Regions from separate parts of the Zea mays genome. Here region 1 is linked to region 2. Evidence: chromatin contacts called from public Hi-C data. All regions are on one chromosome and are shown on one strand. The core of a region is the stretch at or near the end of the contact, and the rest is flanking DNA. Distances in the headings are between cores, read along the strand shown. Region 1 holds the start of LOC100194175 (Strictosidine synthase 3). Region 2 holds the start of LOC100501406.

Region 1 (4,781 bases), core at 259-2,758, 240 kb after region 2:
TATATGAGGGATTAGACAATTGTGACGGAAAATAAGGTACGGGATAATAACATTAAAGTGGCATACAGATAATTGCTCTAATAAAAAAACATAATCGTATCAATTGATTTAGTACCAAAACAACCGTACATAAAAAAAAACTATAAAGGTTTGTTTCATAACTTCATTTTCCCAAGTCATTCATATTTTCCTAGGGAAAAATAAACTAATTTTTCTTGAAAAATAGAAATCTCTCGGAAAAATGAGGTTTCCAAACTAGCACTAAAGATGTAAATTTCATCACGCTTTACAAACTATGTATAAATCGTATCTCTAAGCTCACGTGAAAAAAATATATACCTTTTCAAATACACTTCATAGAGAAGAAATATACCGTATATGATAGAAACCATTCTTCACTCAGAGGGAGCTCATATATACGTGTGCATCATATCCGATTGTATATGCTTTGTACTATCTCCGTTTACAAATATATAACATTGTTGACTTTAAAAAAAAACTTTGACCACTCGTTTTATTCAAAATATTTATTCAAAAACATAAAATTTTAAGTCAAGATCAAACTACTTTAAGTGATGAAACAAATAAGGCAACATATCTGGTGCACATGGAACATTGATGCACATATTAAATCGTCACCATTCATTTTAGATTTAACGTCTCTAGTTGTTTGGTACATTTTACTAAAGACACCCTTCAACGTGGTGGTGTGTAGTGGTGGAAGGTGTTATTTGTAAATTGAATAATCAACTAGAGACGTTAGATCTAAAATGAGTGATGATTATTTAATATGTGTATCATGTGCACCAGTCTTCTATGTGCACCAGATATGTCCCCAACAAAAATAATACCAAAAATAAATAATAACTTATTATTTTTTAAAATAAGACTAGTGATCAAAGTTTTTTCTTAAAAAAGTTAACGGTATCATATATTTATGAGCGGAGGGAGTACCTGTAAACGTTTTTGTTTAAAAAACATATGTGCATGAAACATGGCATCTAATAGAGTGTTGGGATAGGTGGCTAGGCTGTGCGTGTGGCCTCTCTATCGCTCCGCCAACCATCGATGAAGTTGACATGTGCCAAATAAAATCTTGTCTCTTGCGTTGTGTTGTACTTGAGCGGTGTTTTCTTTTTAAAAAAGGAGATATGATACTGTATTATTATTTAGCGATGGGTTAGTACTTGATGTTTATTTGAAATTATAATCTATCAGATTATATAATCAAATAAATTTTGAACTGACATGGAGATATGTGACGGTAGTAGGCCAGTCCACGCTGGTGGTCGTACGACGTGGGCCTACTAGGCTATCTGCTTTCCCGTGCGGGTCGCCAGGCCCGGGCCGGGCACGATGGCGTCCTCTGCCCGCGTTTTCCGCACGGGAGGAGGAACGGCGCCTGCGCCACGGCCCACACGCCGCCACCACCGCGACACGCTCCCGATCGACACGCCAACAAACCGCCAGTCCGGGCCATCCGTGGAGGAAAACGAGCACGACGTCGTCGCGCTCACGCCCCGGGGCCGCTTCCGTTTCGGCTCCCCCTCCCCTCCCCTCCCGTAAACCTCTGAACCCTCATCGAGTTTCTGTGGACGCCACGCCACGCGACCATACGTGTATAGCACGCAGCGCGGCATCGGCGTCGCACGCACTCGCGCTTGCCGCTGGACGGAGGAGCGGAGCACCGATCGGCCGGGCTCGGTGCACGCGCCTAGCGGATGAAGATGGCCGTGCTCGCGGGCGCGGCCGTCGTTGCGGTGGCGGCGGCGGCGATGGTCGCCGCGCTCCTGTCCTCCCCGGACGCGCTGCGCGACGTCGCGGTGCTGGAGATTGGCGGCGGGGAAGGCCGTGTCGAGTTGGTCCCCGTGGACGCCGGCGCCGCGGGGCCCGAGAGCCTGGCGTTCGACCCGGCCGGCGGCGGCCCGTACGCGGGCGTGTCGGACGGCCGCGTCCTCCGGTGGGTCCCCGGCGAGCGGCGCTGGGAAGAGCACTCGGCCTCCTGCGCGCCCGAACTGTACGTACGCCTTGCCAGCAGTCTGGTTTTCCTTGCATGCATGACGCGCGCATGTGCAATCCGGTTCTTCTTCCTCGCGATCATGATCTGCTTTCTGCTATGCTCCCGCTTTGGTCTTGGTCGATCGCCTGCGCACCGCAGGCTTTGGTTCGGTGCGCCGTGTCAGGGCCCGCCGGGTGGGTGCGAGTGCGACGTCGACGGTCGACCTATCCATTGACGCCCATCACCGCGTCCGCGTCCCATGCAAGCTGCATGCGTCGTCACGTGTGGTGTGGTCGTGTGGTGTGGTGCAGCAGCTAGCACTAGCAGAGCAGGCCAGACGGTGCCGTGCCGGTGCAAGCCTGTCGTTGCACTCGCGCCGAGCGAACGGAGCACCGAGCAGTGGCCGCGACGGCTCCTCCCGCGTCCGGCCAAGCACCGCAATCCCCATCGCCTATGTCCTCACGCGCGCGATCCCCATCGCCCGTCGTCGTCGCATCCGCGGCAGGCACCACGCATCGCCAGAGTCTGGAACAGGCGGCCGGCCATGCGTCAACAGCTACCAGGACGGTGCTCGGTTCGTCTGGACTCTGGACTCACCGTGGACACCCCACGGTTTGTACGGCGTATGATTGTGCCCTCGATGGCGAACGCCGTGCGCCGGCCGGCCGCCATGGAGGAGCGCAGCTAAAACGTGGAGCGAGGCTGGGAGACACGCTCACACACATGGCAGGGCATTCAAGTGGCGAAGTGAAGGTAGCAGAGCAGAGCAGAGGAAGGAGAACAAGTGCTGCCGTCGCTGGACTCGAGCGGCGACGTCAGGCTGCTGGAGATCGGCGACGCTGAGCTGCTGCCGCTGGACGGCGCCGCGGGGCCAGAGAGCCTCGTGTTCGCCGGTGGGTACGGTGACGGCGGTGAGGGCGGCCCCCGTTCACGGGCGTGTCGGACGGCCGGGTGCTTGGGTGCCGGCGGAGCGGCGCTGGGCCGAGCACTCCTGCTCCGCGCGCAGACCTGTAAGTTTCGCTGCCGCCGTCCTCTCCGCGTGACCACCGTCCGTTCGTTCCACGCGCCGCCATGTGCCCATGTATGTTGTTGTGGTAGCTAGCTTCTCGCGAGAGACTCTGCTCGTCCCCAACCAACCAGAGAGCTCTGCGTACGGTTCAAGGCTGACGGTTGTGTGCCGCCCGCCGCCGTCCAAGTAATGGTGAAACTGATAGGAACCAACGCGCAGGTTATTGGTTGGGGATGTCATGTTGTCTCTTGTCTCCTGTCCCCGTCCATCGTGGGAGCTCTCTGTTGCACGCCATGCGCGCGGGCCGTCGAGCTCACGAAAATGGCGCATGTATAAAGCACTGCTGATCGCGACATCTTATTCCCCTTCTATTTGGGGGTGTTTGGATGCAGGTCAATAATTTTTAGTCATGTTAGTTATAAATATTAAGTACAGTCTAATTAAAAAAAATTATCTAATACTCCTTCCGTTCACAAATATATGACACCGTTGACTTTTTTTAAAAAAATTAACCACTCATTTTAATAAAAAAATAAGAGTTATCATTTATTTTGTTGTGACTTTTTTTATTATTTAAGGTAGTCTATGTTTGACTTAAAATTTTTATATTTTTAATAAATATTTTGAACAAGACGAGTGGCCATTTTTTTTTTGAAAAAAGTCAACGATGTCGTATATTTGTGAAGGAATGTAGTAGTTGGTTAGTTAGCTAATTTCACTAACAATTTTTTTAGTCAACTAACTATTAGGTCTGGTGCTTGAAACGTCCTCTAATTTTTAGCTCCAACTAATAACTACCCGTATGTATGCATCTAAATCCTTAGACCCTAGAAATGGATGTAGCCTTTTTGCGTGGACGTTTAGCCATATATAGAATAAATTAGGTTAAACGGGAAATATAGCCGTCATTGTTTCTTGAAAAACTGCATGAGTACGTGTGCAATTGTGTGCATGCAGGCTGGACAGCTGCAGGGGCTCCCAGGACCCGGGGCGCGAGCACGAGTGCGGGCGCCCGTTGGGCCTCAAGTTCAACCCCGACACGGGGGAGCTCTACGTGGCCGACGCCTACCACGGCCTGCGCATGGTCGCGCCGGGCCCGGGCGGCGGCAAGGCGTCGAGGCCGGTGGCGCCGGAGTGGTGGCAGGGCGCGCGCGCCTTCAGCTTCGCCAACGGCGTCGAGGTCGACCCGGGCACCGGCGCCGTCTACTTCACCGAGACGAGCACGAGGTTCCAGAGGCGGGAGTTCCTGCGCATCGTCGTGTCCGGCGACACGACGGGGCGGCTGCTGCGGTACGACCCGAGGGGCGGCGGTGGGGTGGAGGTGCTGGCCGACGGCCTGGCGTTCCCCAACGGCCTCGCGATGAGCAGCGACGGCACGCACCTGCTGCTGGCGGAGACCACCACGGGGAGGATCCTCCGGTACTGGCTCCGCCCGACGGCTCCCAAGGCGCCGGCGCTGCTGGAGGAGGTGGCGCGGCTGCCGTGGTTCCCGGACAACATCAGGATGAGCCCCCGGGGCGGCTTCTGGGTGGGGCTCCACGCCAGGAGGGGCAAGCTCGCCCAGTACTGCATCTCCTACCCCTGGCTCCGGCGCCTGGTGCTGGCGCTGCCGCCGCGCCACGTCCAGCGCGCCTCGTCGCTGCTCAGCCGCCTCGGGCGGCAGGTCATCGCGCTGCGGCTGAGCGAGGAGGACGGGAGGGTGGTGGAGATGGCCAGCGTCCACGGGGATCTTCGGAGGGTGTTCAGGTCCGTCAGCGAAGTGGCGGAGAGGAA
Region 2 (4,943 bases), core at 1,071-3,570:
TAACGATAACTATTTTGAAAGAGAGTAGTTATGGTTACTCATGTAGATGGTGTAAGTGTCATACTGTCATGCACCAGACCATGTGAGGGGAGGAGGGTTAACAAAATCGGCGGGAAACCCCAGTAAACCGTCCGGTTTATTGAAACCGGACTGGCCCAGAATAGTTTTGAGCTATTTATTTATTTTATTTAAAATTCATAAATGTTTTTTTATAAATTTAAAAAAATTACTTCATCCGTCCATAAATATTGATTATTTCCGGGAGTTAATCAATTTTAACTTTAATACTTATAATATAAAATTAGTATCATTCGATAGATATTTGGATATATAAAATATTCGAAGATACAAATGGCTATATATTCTATAAATCTAGTTAAACATAAGAAAGTTTGACCCGCATGAATACTATAGCGACAAATATTTGTAGATGGAGAGAGTATAATAAAAAAACTATTCTTTTGGTATATCTCATTTTATTTTTAAAATTAATTCGTGTTTTTTATTAAAACACAAAAAAGGTAAAAAAAATACCGGTTTCTCGCCGAGAAATCTTCAAAAACATTTTATTTGAATTTGAAAATATAAACCGGTTGGTTTTTTTTGAAAAACAACGAAAACTGGTTTCTTGGTAGAGTTTGGTGGTTTCTGTGGGACAGTTTCGCCGGTTGGTAACCGTTTTTTGAATTTTTAAGTTTAAAATGTCAAACTGTGCGGTTTTTCTAGGTTTTAGCTTTTTTTGTCGGGAAACTGAAACCGGTGAGAGTTTTTTTTTAAAAAAAAATTATTGAAAACGCTTTACAGACCTTGTAGTACTCGAGTGGAGTCGTCTATAAATGGCGCGCGGCCGACAACGGGAGAGGCCTGATCCCAAGTTCACAACTCAGACACCCACTAGCCTCCAAGGCCTTCACTGGCCCTTTGCCCCTTTGCTCGCTCGTCCGTAGGCGGCGCAGCCATGCACGCCGCCGACGCCTCCCAGTCCCAGCCCCAGTCGTCCCAGTCCCACGCCGACGCCGAGCTGGCCGCGGCCCTGCGCGAGTGCGTGGCCCACGTCGCGGCCGGCCGCTTCGACGGCGGCGCCAACCGCTGCTTCGCGCGCGTGTCGGCGCTCGCCTCCCTGGGCGACGGGCCGCCGCAGCGGCTGGCCAGGATCATGGCGGACGGCCTGGTGCGCCGCCTCATCGGCAGCTTCACCGGCAGGGGCATCAGCGGCGCGCTCATCGACTCGTGCGGCGACTACTTCGACCGCCAGTCCGTCCGCGCGGCCCGCTGCGCCTTCTTTAAGCTCCTGCCCGCGCTCAGGGTGGCCTTCGTCGCCATCAACCGAGCCATCCTAGACGCCATGGAGAACGAAAAGGTCATACGATATACTGTACTTCAGAATTCCGATTCTCCCAAGCATTCTGTCGTCCGTTTCAGACTGATTAAAATGTGTTTCTTTTTCAATCCCGGTAACGATTTGATGCAGACAATTTTCGTGCTATATATATGGCCAAAGGAACCCGTACGCTGGAATTGGAGTTAGAAAACTAGCTCCTCTTGCAAATTTAAAATACAACCTATATTTCACCGGCAGAGAAACGACCTTCAATTCAGGTTATTAGTCTCAACTAGAGTTAAACTAGTACAATGGACATGTGTACTGCGACGACGAAAAACCGTATTTGATATACCGATAAAAAATAAATTTAAATTAAAGTGAATATATGGTTCATATATCAGATATCAAACTGATAAAAATAAATATTATACTTTATATATATAGCTGAAAGATCGAGAAAGGTATATGTAAAAAAGAACAAACCGATCCTTTTTTATAGCTTATTCGGTCGCTCGTTCTCCTTCAGCTAGCGAGTTGTAATATTACACTTTTTATCAAGTTTACAAACATATCTTATTAAAAAATAAAAAAAATTAAAGTCACACTTAAAATATATTTTAAAGTATATTATAAATAATACTCCCTGCATCCTAAAATAAAATTCATTTTACATTTTAATTATTTTATACAATAATTAAAATATTTGTTTTATATGTGTATTCATCATCATCATCCATTTAAACATAGACATACAAATTAAGAGTTAAAATGATTGATATTTTGAGATGGAGGTGTCACATTAAAGTTAAATATAATTATATTTTTAAAATTTAGTGTAAACATTCAAACAAATTATAAATGACAACGGAGGAATAGCCAAAATTACGTAGCCCTTGTCGCGTTCCCTATCTCCGCGCCAACCTCGCCTCTTTCACGCACCTGCACCATAGCAATGGTCGTTAGAGTTACTAGGCCCGAAAATATTCACGATCTATTAAAAAAACAAGAAGGATGTTCATTTTATGAATAGTAAATTTACATTTTCCCCTCCATGTTTCATCTATTTCGCTTCGTTGCTTTGATCACAGTTCGTGCACGTAATCGACCTGTCCGGTCCGGCGGCTCACCCCTGGCAATGGCTCAAGCTCATGCGCGCCTTCCACGGCCGCCCGGGCGGGGCGCCGCAGCTCCGTATCACCATGGTCCACGACGACGAGGCCTTCCTGGCCCACACGGCGGCGCTGCTCCGCAGGGAAGCCGAGGCGCTGGACATGGCGTTCTCGTTCCACCCCGTCCTGGGCCGGCTCGAGACCCTGGACCTCGGCGACCTGCACCACGCCCTCGCCATGCGGTCCGGCGACGCGCGCGCCTTCAGCTGCGCCCTCCAGATGCACCGCCTCCTCGCGGTTGACGACACCGACACCCAGCAGCAGCTGGCCGCCGCGGCTGTTGGAACCGGACCGAGTGTTGGCCCAAGAGCGGCGTCGTCGTGCTCATGCTACCCTCCGGGCGACGTCGCGTGCTACTACTGCCCCCCGGAGACCGCCAAGACGAGCCTCCCCGACCCCAGCCCGACGACGCCGTTCGCTGCACAGGCGTCGTCGTCGTCGTCGCCGCACCCGCAGTGGACCGCCGTCCCGCGGCCGGCGCTGCTGCCACCTTTGGCGGGCTTCCTGTCGGCGGCGCGCGCGGCGTCGCCCAAGGTGGTGTGCGTGATGGAGCAGGACGCCGGCGACAACGTGGCCGGCGGGCTCGCGGCGCGGTTCGAGGAGGCGCTGCAGCACTACGCGGCGGTGTTCGAGGCCCTGGACGACGCGGCGGGCGCGGCGGGCGAGGAGCGGGCGGCGGTGGAGCGCGTCCTGCTCTGGGAGGAGGTCCGGGACGTGCTGGCGCGGGACGGGCCCGAGCGGCGCGAGCGGCACGAGCGGCTGCACCAGTGGGCCGCGCGCATGGCCGGCGCCGGGTTCGCCGGCGTGCCGCTCAGCTACGTGGCCAAGATGGAGGCGGACGCGGCGCTGCGCAGGTGCGGGCTGCGGGGGTACGAGACCAGAGGTGTCGGAGGTTGCCTCCTCCTGTGCCGCCGCGGGCGCCCTCTCTACTCGGTCTCCGCGTGGCGGCCGTGGCCTTCCCGGGGCTCTGCCTCTGCTTCTTCTTCTGGGAGTGGGAGCAGGAGCAGCAGGCTGCCACAGCTCGTGGCGGCGCCGGTGCAGATGCCGTGGCCGCTCCTACTGCCTCCTCCGGTTTACCACACTCACTGACTCACACGACTCAGTATATATATACTCGCAAGAACAGACATCTACACCGAATCCACTCTAACAATCCATCTCTCTGGACATGTAGTAGTTACTAGAAAATATCGCTGCATCAATGAAAAGATATATATATGTACTATGTGAGAATACGAGTTCTAGTGTGGTTGGAAAAATGTTAAAATATAGAAATGTTAAACTATCTAATATGGCTCCGGGGATGCCGCCGCCGCCGCACTCGTCGCATCTGTCGTGGGACAACTCCGGCGAGCCCGATGAGCAACACATCATCTTCGCTGGCGGATCCCAAGTTCAGTAGCTATTGTGTACCGAAACAGTTCACCGGTGGATCCGAGATTCAGTAGGAGAGCTGCTTATGGTGAATTTCAAATTGACCACTTTTTAAAAGGTGGTCCTGTCTCAAACGGATCATAAAGTCCTGCCAACACAACACATGGTGATGATGTACGATACCAAAGCAAGAAAGAAAGAAAGAAAGAGTTCAACATCATCGTCATTACCAGATTCTGTTTATATAGAAAAACTCCGTCCACGAAAGACCAATTTCAATATGCACTTGAGTTGTTCCCATTTTCAAACGAACTTCGTGGAAAATTGAATCATACATACTATCGCTTGAATAAGCCTGCAAATACTAGGGTCTTTGTCCGTTCGTGTTGTCAAACACCCTTGTAATCTTGTTCCACCCACCCATCATCATCTCCATGACACCATGCCTGTGTCCGGCCGCCACACCTATTTTAATCACAGCTCCAATGTCCCTCGACTGAATCGACATGGATCAGCACACCAGCATCTCTCCTCAAAACTACGTCGCGTAGGAGGCCCCATCGCTGCTTGGCTCGGCGCTGTCATCAGCTCCCGACGAGCCTGATGCGTCCGGCCGCCACGCCGACACCGAGTAGAGTGGCCACGAGCTCCAGCACAAGAGCAGGCAGCCGCCCTGCTCCCTGCTCTCCGTCGCCGCGCACCCGCTGAGGCCGCACCTGTCCAGCACGTCGTTCCCCGCCCTCATCGCGCCGTAGCTCAGCGCCACGCTCCTGAACCCGCCCAGCTCCATGCGCGCCGGCCCGCAGCAGCACGTCCCGGATCTCCTCGCCCAGCACCGCGCGCTCCACCTCCGCCCGCTCGGCGGCGGGCCTGCGGTACGCCTCGGCGGCCGCGTCCAGGCAGTCGTACACGGCGGCGTAGTACCCCAGCGCCTCGCCGAAGCGCTCGCGGAAGGAGACGCCGCCGTGGCCGGCCTCCTGCTCCGTGACCACCACCACCGCGGGCGCCAGCGCGCGCGCCACCGCCGCCAGGAAGCTCGCCAGCGCCGGCGGCGTCTGGCGCTGCTGCTGCGGCGG

Evidence for each region. Hi-C and Micro-C count contacts between places; a contact is called where the count stands out from the background.
Region 1: a Hi-C map of tassel shows a contact between it and region 2, with 5 times the contacts expected there. The contact joins the promoter of LOC100194175 here to the promoter of LOC100501406 in region 2. A contact is called at or near these places in 3 of 25 Hi-C or Micro-C datasets (ear, leaf and tassel).

Annotation. Positions count from the first base shown.
Region 1 is chr4:192,685,372-192,690,152 of Zm-B73-REFERENCE-NAM-5.0, forward strand. It overlaps LOC100194175 (Strictosidine synthase 3), which reads left to right and starts at 1,509. Exons shown (of 2, transcript NM_001139223.1): 1 at 1,509-2,017; 2 at 3,966-4,781. The coding sequence starts at 1,722.
Region 2 is chr4:192,445,314-192,450,256 of Zm-B73-REFERENCE-NAM-5.0, forward strand. LOC100501406 reads left to right here and starts at 2,321. Exons shown (of 1, transcript NM_001196131.1): 1 at 2,321-3,658. The coding sequence starts at 2,473. The coding sequence ends at 3,582.